Linked DNA regions of Mus musculus: region 2 is linked to region 1. Evidence: chromatin contacts called from public Hi-C data. All regions are on one chromosome and are shown on one strand. The core of a region is the stretch at or near the end of the contact, and the rest is flanking DNA. Distances in the headings are between cores, read along the strand shown. Region 1 overlaps Ston2 (stonin 2). Region 2 holds the start of Sel1l (sel-1 suppressor of lin-12-like (C. elegans)).

Region 1 (4,891 bases), core at 1,982-4,481:
TTATCACAGCAACAAAAAGTCACTAATACAAACAAGAACTTCTAAAACCGAGCAAAGGTAAATATTGCCTCTTTATAAATGGATAATCTCAGGTATTTCACTATAGTAACACAAAGCTGACTAGCACACCTTCTACAGTAGATTGACCTGTATTCTTTAATCAACAGGCTCTACTGTCTTAGCCCTCCAGGACGTTAATTGGAAATGTGGACTCTGCAGAGGTGACTCATCTTGAGTCAGGATGGATTTAGGTGGGCCCCCTGAATCTAATCAGTGTTTTCCTTGTAAGAAACACAATGCTATATGCGCAAGAAGGCAGCGTAAAACAAGCCAAAGTGTGCTGAGGATGGCCGGAAGTCACTAAAACCATGTTGGGTTCGGATTTCTGGTCTCTAGAACTGTAAAAGAATAAATCTGTACTGTGTTAAAATGCCTAGTTTGTGTTAATTTCTTACAACAGCTCTGGGAAACAGGATAGCCAGAGAACTCAAATCCAAAGTAAAGGATGGGGTGTGGGTAGATCTCCCAGATGGGAGAACATGAATCAGCTCGAATCTGCCTTACATCAGCAGGGTCTGTGGCCGGCTCTTCAAAGCTGCACAAGTACCAACAGGCTAGGCTGCTTTCCCCGAAAGGCAGGCGGGCAGGAGCTGCCCAACCTGTTGCACAGATACAACCTGATGAGAATGCTCTTTGGGCAGCTGAGCAGCTTTCGTCTTTTCAGGACTCAGGCATGGTGGGAAGGCTGACCTATCTGAAACAGCCTTTGCTCAGCGGTTACTGTAGCTAGGGTAGCGTCTGTGGCCTAATGAAGACTTCTGTGCACTGAAGCGAGCTGCTAAGTCACCTACCTGTGAAAAAGGTCAGCAAGCGCTGGCCACCCCTCAACACCGAGACTTCATCACCATCATGAAGAGGAGAACAAGCAAGCAAGGGTGCTGCCATCACGCCTGTTACAGAGCCACTGCCTCGCACCCTCTCCAGCATTTTTGTTTTGTTAGATCTCCTGATGATAACTGTTCTCACTGTGGTAAGTTGTATGTCAAAGTGACTTTAATTTGCACTCCCTTTAAAACTAGGAATGCTGGATACTTTTCAAAGTAGTTATTGGCCATGTCTATTTCTTTTTTTGAAAACTGTTTATTCTTATTAGCCCACTTGGAATTTTGATAGGCATTTTTATTAAATCTGAAAACTGGAAGTCAGGCGGGAAACATGGAAAGGGAAAGAAAGAGAGGGTGAAGAAAGGAAGGAAATCTGAGCCGAGCATAGTGGTTCATGCCTAGTAACCCAACACTTGGAACGCTGAGACAGGGTGATGGCCACAAGTTTGAGGTCAGTCTGAGTTACACAGTTTGATTTCATTTTTCCAGGCCAACCTGAGCTACACAGTGATAGTCAGTTTAAAATATCCTATTGTTTGAACTTGTAAACAAACCATAATTTTTTAATATAGACTATCTACTTGGCAATCAATAATAGGTACTTTGTTTTATTGAATTTAAACAATAGTTACCACCCCCTAGGGAAAGTTACATCCCAGAGTAAATTACAGCCGCCAGGTTAAAGCGGTCAAAGGTTAGGTACAGGAAACCATGGAAGATTTATGAGCTCAGGTGGGACATAGAGGTGTGCTGTCCTGGGTTAGCCTGGTAACCCAGCAAACGACAGCGTAGATCTCTTGAACATCCTGGTAAGACCCTGGGGTGACCTGCTTTATTTGTTTTAGATTTCCAAGTCCCTGGGATACGAGGCCAGGGAGCAAGCACTTGACTAACTGTTTACCTAGTCTGAAGTTCAAAGTCAAAAAAGCACAGCCCATCCTAGTCATTTTATGGGTGTTTTGTTTTGTCTTGTTTTTTAATAGACTAGTCTCACTATAACCGTGACTGGCCTGAGACTTACTCTGTAGACCAGACTGGACTCAAATTTACAGAGATCTCCCTGCTTCTGCTTCCTAAGTGCTGGGACTAAAGGTATGTATGACCACACCTGGCTTAGTCCTTTTCTTGTAACTGGTTATATTCCAGATGGTCAGGGTTGCTCAGCCTTTCCAGTGGTGAGGATTTTATTTTTAGCCTTCATAAACTAAGAGGCAAAATAACAAGGAGTAATGACTTTGGTCTTCAAGCATCACAAACGTATCTGTGTATCCAAGGAAGACAGCAATAGATGTGCTAATGTGTATAGAGGAAAGCTCACCAAGCCTCAGCGTTAGATAAAGAACTGCAGGCAACTAAGGAATACTGAGTCCAGGGAGAAATAGTTTTTTCTAGGGAAGTACTCGGCCATTGGTTACCCAATGTCAAATGATCAGCCTGAAAACATATCGCATACAAGTAACACTGTATGGACTGAGCAGGTTGAATTTATGTATTTAGGAGTATGTATGAATGTATATATGTATGTATGAATATAATATGTATGTATGTATGCATGTAACAACAACAAAAACGGGCCAGGAATCTGAAAGCAGGCGGGGGGGGGGGGGACACATGAGAGGCTTTTGGGGGAGAAAAGGAAGGGGAAATTAAATATCTGTATTAAAGTCTCAAAAAATCATTTAAAGAATCTCAGCTTTGTTTTTCTCTTTCAATATAATGAAATACTACAAGCAAATGGTAGACCATTACTCACTCATAGAAAGGATTAGAACAACATTTATTGTGCTCAAAAGAATTATGTCACGTGAAGGAACCAGGAACAATGGAGAGGCTATCTTACGAGTCCACTCATATAAGACTCAGACACCGTGAATTCATAGTGACAGCGAGCAGAGTAATGGCTGTCTGGGGAAGGGGCTGTGGACAAAGAAAGCAGAAAGGCTGATAGCTGGTGTTGGCCCCACTGTGTGTGTGTGTGTGGGGAGGTGCTCATTATTCTGATTATGAAGATGACTTCATGGGTGCTCATGTGTCAAACCACATCAGAGTGCATTTTGAGCTGGGCAAAGACAATAGTCAAAGTTCTTAGAAAAATCACTTCAATAAAGGGAGATGTATAATACAAATTTCAATAATATCTGAGTCCATCAGATATCTCATGAAAACCTGTCGTTTCTTTTTGGGCACAGAGTTGCACCCTACCTTTAAGGTTTTCTAGTAGTAGAAGTGGCTAAGAGTTCTGGCTGGCAGAGCCTCTGCATCCACTTTCCAGCCACCACTGGCTGCAGGAATGGCCAGAGAAACTCCCTGCACTCTGGAGCTTGGCCCTGGCTCTAGCCGGCATCGATGGCCCTGTGGACTATATTGAGTCCTCATGGGGAAAGCCCCATTTGCTGGTATCAGGGTCCCACCCACATGTTCAGAGTCCCTAGAGTCCAAAGTCTAAAGGTGACACACAGCAGTGTGGTTCATACTTAGGTAAACAGGTCCTGGTAGAGGCCCGGGACGGTCTGCATAGAGGGTTCTGGAGGCCTGTATACATGAACCAGGTTCTACAGCAGGCATGGGCACATGTGAAAGCAGTGGGAAATCCTATCAAATATAAATACATAATCTATGGTACATTACAAGTTCATCATTAGTGAATGATACATACTGATGTATCAATTGATAAAATATTCCTGATAGCAATATTAATTTGGTAGAACAGAATACCAATCACTGAAATTTATTATGTCTCAGTTGCTTCCTTGTTTTAAAGGAGAGACTTTTCTGCTTTTCTCACAGGCTATACAAAGAATGAATAAAAGCATGCACTGAAAAGCTCCCTTCCCCTCCCCCAAGCTCAGAGATCAGCCTGCCTCTCCTGCCTGGCTTCCAAACTTTATAAAAATGACAGTGTTTCTCACAATACACAGTGCTGATCATAACTGCACTGGTGAGCTCTGGCCTGGGCCCCTAAGCCAAGTTCATGGTTTGACACTGTGAAGGCTGTACCCATTTCAGAAAAGTCGGGTCTCAGTAGCTTCCTCCCTTTAACATGGTCACCACAGTTGGGACCTGACAACTATTCCTTCTAACACAAGGTGAGAACTATAGACATACTCAAAATAAACGTATAGATATTTGGAAAATAAAAAATACTATAAACTACTATTCTTATCTCAGGTTCTCCCCCCCCCCTTCAAAATATTCTGGTCCTTAGTCCTATTCTTGGGGGGAAAAATCAAACTTCACTGATCTAAGCCCTCACTGACAGAAATGGGGCCTCAGAGTGAATGTGGGCTCTTGCAATTGGGGTTCAGCACGACAGCAGCTAGATGGGGGTTGGGGACCACCTGCTGACTCCCAGAGCTCTGGAGAGCCCTTAGGATGTCTTCTAGACTCTTCTGGGCAATACGATTGTGTACACTATGCCAAAAAATTCTGCTACCATCTTATATAACATTAGGTAAAGCCAAGACACCATCCTTTTCCTTTTTTGTATATGCATGTTCATGTATGTTCAGATGTGTGCCAATACATGTGCACGTGTGTGCATGAGTATGGAGGCCTCAGGAGCTGTCAACATTATTTATTATTTTTTTAGACAATTTCTCTCACTGGCCTGGAACTCACCAAGTCCTATACACCAAAGATCATATTTGCTTGTATGTGGTCCACATCTACACCTCTCTTGTATAACCGTTTCCTCTGAGACTGAAACATTCCATCCTGCAGAGAAGATCCTGCTTGGTAAACCACTCAAAAAAGCCTTCAGGAGGTCCCTGAAACTGAGCAGATTCAGTAGGCCCCCTCCTTGTTAAGAGTAGACAATAAAAGCTGAGAGCCAGGCTAAGATGAGGCAGGCTGAGTTGCAGAGAAGACTCAGAGGAGAAAAGCCACAAAGACTCTTGAGACCAGACCCTATGTGTAGAAGAAGCAGAAACTAGCGGAGCTGCCTGGAAGAGGTGCAACCCAACCAAGATGCCTGGAAAAGACACTTGCCAACATGTTGAGCTGCCTAC
Region 2 (4,740 bases), core at 53-2,552, 150 kb after region 1:
GCTGGCAGTAAAGTGGTTACCATATGCTTGCCACATTTGAAAGGGTGTCTCCAAACACACCGGAGACAGCATTTTGGTCTAACTCGATTTTAGAAGTAGGATGACATTATGGCTTTCATTTACAACTAGAACGGAGGATCTGGGGATTCAAATAACCATCTGGGGAAATTCGGGTTTTTTTTTGTTTTTTTTTAAAGATGACATTTACATTTTGCAGTGTTCCAGAAAAAAGTATAAAGCCACCCAACAGCTGTCTTGTTAAGCGAAACTGATTAAAAATCTCAAAGTCTTCCAGGAGTCAATGTTTATTCACTCTAAAACATCCTAAGTACGTTTAAGAGAAACATTTCTAAGACAGTAAGTTTTCTGATATAGGCAGATCAAAACATTAAAAAAGAAAATCCTTTGCAAAGAGGTAATGTAAGTCAGCTAGTCGAAAAATCAATTTAAAAGCACACGGCTTTTTGTACCTACAGAAAAGGGCAACATTATTTTCTATTAATTTTGAAAGAACTAAGTCTGTCTCAAAACCCATAAATAAAATGACTATCTACAAACTCAAAGACCATGGACACCGTGGCAGAGGTCACATTTTTCCCAGGACGCGGGGGACAAGTGACTACAATTATATCAGAGTTTTTTCTTTTAAAAACCAGACTAACAGATCAGGTGTTGAGCAATTCCTCCACTGTCAACATCCTAGTCCGGATGAACCCTGCTCTGCACAAAAGTGACAGCTCCAGGTATGTCAACTGCAAACCCCAGCGTGTCCCAGAGCCTGTGCACACATCACCTACGTGAAGGTAGAGGAATCTCTGAGGGTCTAAGCCAGCCGTCAGGAATCCCCTCCTAATTGGGCAATTCCTAATTCGTCAGAAGTCACCTAAAGTTTGCTGCGTGGGAGAGGTGTGGGCAGGGTGACCAGCCCTTCCTTATGTCCAGTTTCCTAAGCACCCTCTTCGGCCCAGGCTAACCGATGCCCAAGGCAAGAGCGAGTGACAGTCAGGGCGAGCAGTGCCCGAGACCGCTGAGCCCCGTGGCCCTGTCTCCACCGCGGTCGGGGGGCGGTGGCTCGGGGCCTGCTGCCCGAGGCTCGATACTGACCCGAGGTCGCGGCTGCCGAGCCCAGGAGCACCGCGCAGAGCAGCAGCAACGACAGCCTGACGCGGACCTGCATCCTGCTCTCGAAGGTCGAGAGCCCTCGCCGTCGCCGTCGCCGTCGCCGCGACCAACTCAGCCGCTGCCTCTGTGCCGCCGCCTCGCAGCCGCTCTTCCTGCTCAGGTTCCTTCTTCGCCCCTTCCCAGGCCTCCCTGGCCCAGAGCGCAGCCAATCCGCGCCCGCCGCTCCGTCCTCCTTGGCCAATGGCCGTGATCGCCCCACCCCACACATAGTCACGCCCCCTATGTCATCTTTTAGCCAATCATTGTGTACAGTTGTCATACCAGCTTTCCCGGTTGGACCACGGCCTCACCGACATGGCCCCAGCTAATTGGTAGCGCCTGAATCAGCGGCTCGAAGGCGGGGGAACCCTCATCCAGGACTACAACTCCCACCATGCACCGCACTAGATTTTTCTCGGCCGATGCTCTTGGGAGATGCAGTTTAGCATAAAGTCAGGTTAGAAGCCGCAGGTGGCTGAGGGCATAAGGAGTTTCAAGAAAATGATTCACTGGACTCTTGCGTTTGAACCAGAATAATTATCAAGGAACAGATATCAAACGGTTAAGAACTTGCAAGGTTGCTAAGTATTTCTTTTTAATTATTTTGAGAACTTGAACTGGACATGATATGAACGCTGAGAAATAAGCTATACCTGAACTGAAAATTTTAAATATTTAGTTAAAAAAAATACTTAAGTCTTAAAAAAAAAAAGCTTAGGTGAAGCAATACGTGAAGTTTACAGAGCCAGCAGTACAAGACAATGCCGCTTGTCATTTCCCTAATAAAACAAAAGGGAAGAAATTCCTACCAGTGGAGATTAGTTCAGCTCCTGTGATTGTTTTCACTAAGGCTTCCATATATATTAGCCACTCAATAAATGTTCTAACAGCTCTCCCAAACCCTTCAAACACTGGTCCTCATTCTTCTCTAGTGAAATATTGCAATGCTCTCTTTTTCCTTGACCAGAAAAGGGATTAGATGGTTTGTGTGGCCACAGAGGTGAGAGCCAAGGCACTTCAGGGATTGCAATAGTTATGTAGTAAGTACCGATGCACGCACAATCCCTTTGAGTGGCAGGGCAGCATCTTGATGCTTTTCAGTCTTCTTAATCAAATTGAATCCTTCTAAGATTTATTTTCCAGCACTGCATACAGAACTCAGCAGGGGGTTAGGGGGGAAAGTCTTTCCTGTCTCAGTGTCTTGACTTCTCTGAACACTTGTTTTCTATCTTTTTTGGCAGTCATTATTTTTAGGAAGATGTTAAAAAATTAGCTGCTGTACGTTTGCATCAGAGGGCATGGGGAACAGTTTCCCCCATGCCCCCCAACACCCCCTCAGTGTGTGTGTGTGCGTGCACCATGCGCATAAAGGTGTATAGGATGGAGGTTAATGTCAGGGTTCGTTCTCAATTGATCTCTACCTTCTCCACCTTATTTTTTGAGACAAGGTCTCAACATGGGCCTTGTTGATTCATCTAGCCAAACCCTGGTTTAACTAGGATGTCCCAAGGATTCTCATGTCTGCTCTGCCACAGTAATGGGATTCCAGGCCCATGCTGCTGTGCTTGCTTTTAAAAAACCTGGGTTCTGAAGGATGGAGCTAAGGTCCTCAATATTAGATCTCAGGGTGTCTGAATATTCAGAAATGAGCTCCAGCTGGACCACAGGAGGACTTCTGGTGGGTTGATAAAAGCCAGCATTCTTCAGAAACTTGTGAAATTGCTTTCCATCTGCCAAAAGGAATCATTTCTCATACCTCTGGCAGAAGTGACATACGGCTCTCCATTGACCTGGACCTGTGGCTGTATAGGAAAGCCTATGCCAGCCTCTAGGCGCTCTCAGTCTCTGCTCACAAGTACTTGTTGTACATTCCAAAGCTCTCTCATTGGTCTCTTGGCCCTTCCCTCCCAGAAGCTACTCACCCTCCTTATAGCTCACTATTCTCTACTCTTCCTGCAGGCACCCCAACCCTTATTATTCTCCCCGTCTGCCATCTCTTGCTGTCTCCAAGATTCTCTTCCTCTGTCCTGCTTTCCTAGGCCAGGCCATACACAGCCTGCTTCCCTTTCTGTTCTGGACTCTTCTAGATGCATCTGGCTGTTTTCCTGCTTATATAAACAACTAAAACCTTAACCTTATCATGGAGTGGTCATGTTGGCTGTTTCTTTACTAACAATCTGGATATATCTATATCTGTATATGTGTATATAGATAGATATAGATATAGATATATAACTATATATCTCTATGTGTCTCCAATAAAGATTTTGGGTGAGCCAGACTGAGGGTGAGAGCATGGGAGAGCTGGCTCTTACTGTTGTCTCCTGTGTGGTGGTGTGGATGAGGGAGAAATGGCTTCCTCCCCCCTCATCCATTGATAACTATGGCAGTTGGAAGAGCTGGCTCTGGAGTCACGAGAGTGGGAGAACTGGCCCTGTCCCTCATCAGCTGCAACACTTGGAAAAGTGGGTCCTGCCCTTTATCTGGGCAGCATAGTAGAGCTGGTCCTGACAGCATGGGTGTGGATGACCCAGACCTGAGGACATGAGAGCAGGAGACCTGGCTTTGCCCTTTGCTGGCTACAGCATTGGATGGACCAGCCAGGGCAAGATAGGAGAGCTCATCTGGGTGGTGTGGGTGCAGGAGAGCTGGCAGGCTGACCAGCTAGCTACCACTCAGACCCAGATCCAGGGCTTTGAAATTGCCCACTGCAACATCTACCCTATCAGTGAACTGCTGGAGTGCATAAAGAAGCCAGTCCTACAGATCCAAAACTACGGGATCTCCATGACACAGGGCAACAACAGGATGCCTGAAAGGAGTCCCAGTGAAGTTCCAGTATTGATGGTGTAGCAGAAGCCAGAGGCTTCAAACCAGACCACCGACTCATTGCGATGAACATTTGCAAGCAAAGCAGTGTGGACAAAAGGGTATGCTGTGGGGCACACTGTGACACACTACAGCTACCACAATGATTTTTTTTCCTCTGTTGGGAGGAGAGGTCACAAGGGTGGAGGGCAGGTATGAGGGGAGTGGGAGGGGAGTGGGATTGGAGTGCATGATGTGAAATTTCTAAAGAAGTGGGGAGAGAAAATGCCTCCATAAAATCAGGCTGTAGGCAGGTCTGTAAGGAATTTCTTAATTAGTAATTGATTGGGAAGAGCCCAGCCTACAGTGGGTAGTGCTATCCTTGGACTGGTATTTGTGGGTTCTATAAGAAAGCAGGCTGAGCAAGCCGTGAGGAGGGAGCCAGTAAGCAGCATACCCCATGGCCTCTGAATCAGCTCCTGCCTCCAGGTTCCTGCCCTGTTTGAGTTCCTGTCCAGACTTCTCTCCTTCAATGATGAACAGTGATATGGAAGTGTAAGCCAAATAAACCCTTTCCTCCCCAATTTTCCTTTGGTTATGGTGTCTTATTGCAGCAGTAGGAACCCTAACACCCACTGTTTTGAAACTAGAGAATAAAATAACGGTTTATTTTCCTACCTTTTATCTTACCTATTATCAAGTCTAGTCCTTTTGAACCATGTAATTACTATTAAAATATACTTTCACTAATAATTAATTTGCCAGCAGCGT

Evidence for each region. A called contact is a pair of places that touch in the nucleus more often than the background predicts.
Region 2: a Hi-C map of liver shows a contact between it and region 1, with 2.3 times the contacts expected there. The contact joins the promoter of Sel1l here to the enhancer-like site in region 1. A contact is called at or near these places in 1 of 484 Hi-C or Micro-C datasets (liver) and 2 of 9 other capture datasets (adipose tissue and liver).

The regions. Positions count from the first base shown.
Region 1 is chr12:91,693,165-91,698,055 of GRCm38.p6, forward strand. All of the region lies in intron 4 of Ston2 (stonin 2), which reads right to left. Among named protein-coding and RNA genes, the nearest start is that of Gm16876, 14 kb to the left of the region's middle. Within about 2 kb of position 3,232, at least 24 of the 459 cell types and tissues checked have an H3K27ac peak or open chromatin away from gene starts, as enhancers often do. A contact at or near this core is called in liver, where this site is marked.
Region 2 is chr12:91,847,855-91,852,594 of GRCm38.p6, forward strand. Sel1l (sel-1 suppressor of lin-12-like (C. elegans)) reads right to left here and starts at 1,303. Exons shown (of 21, transcript NM_001039089.1): 1 at 1,105-1,303. The coding sequence starts at 1,177.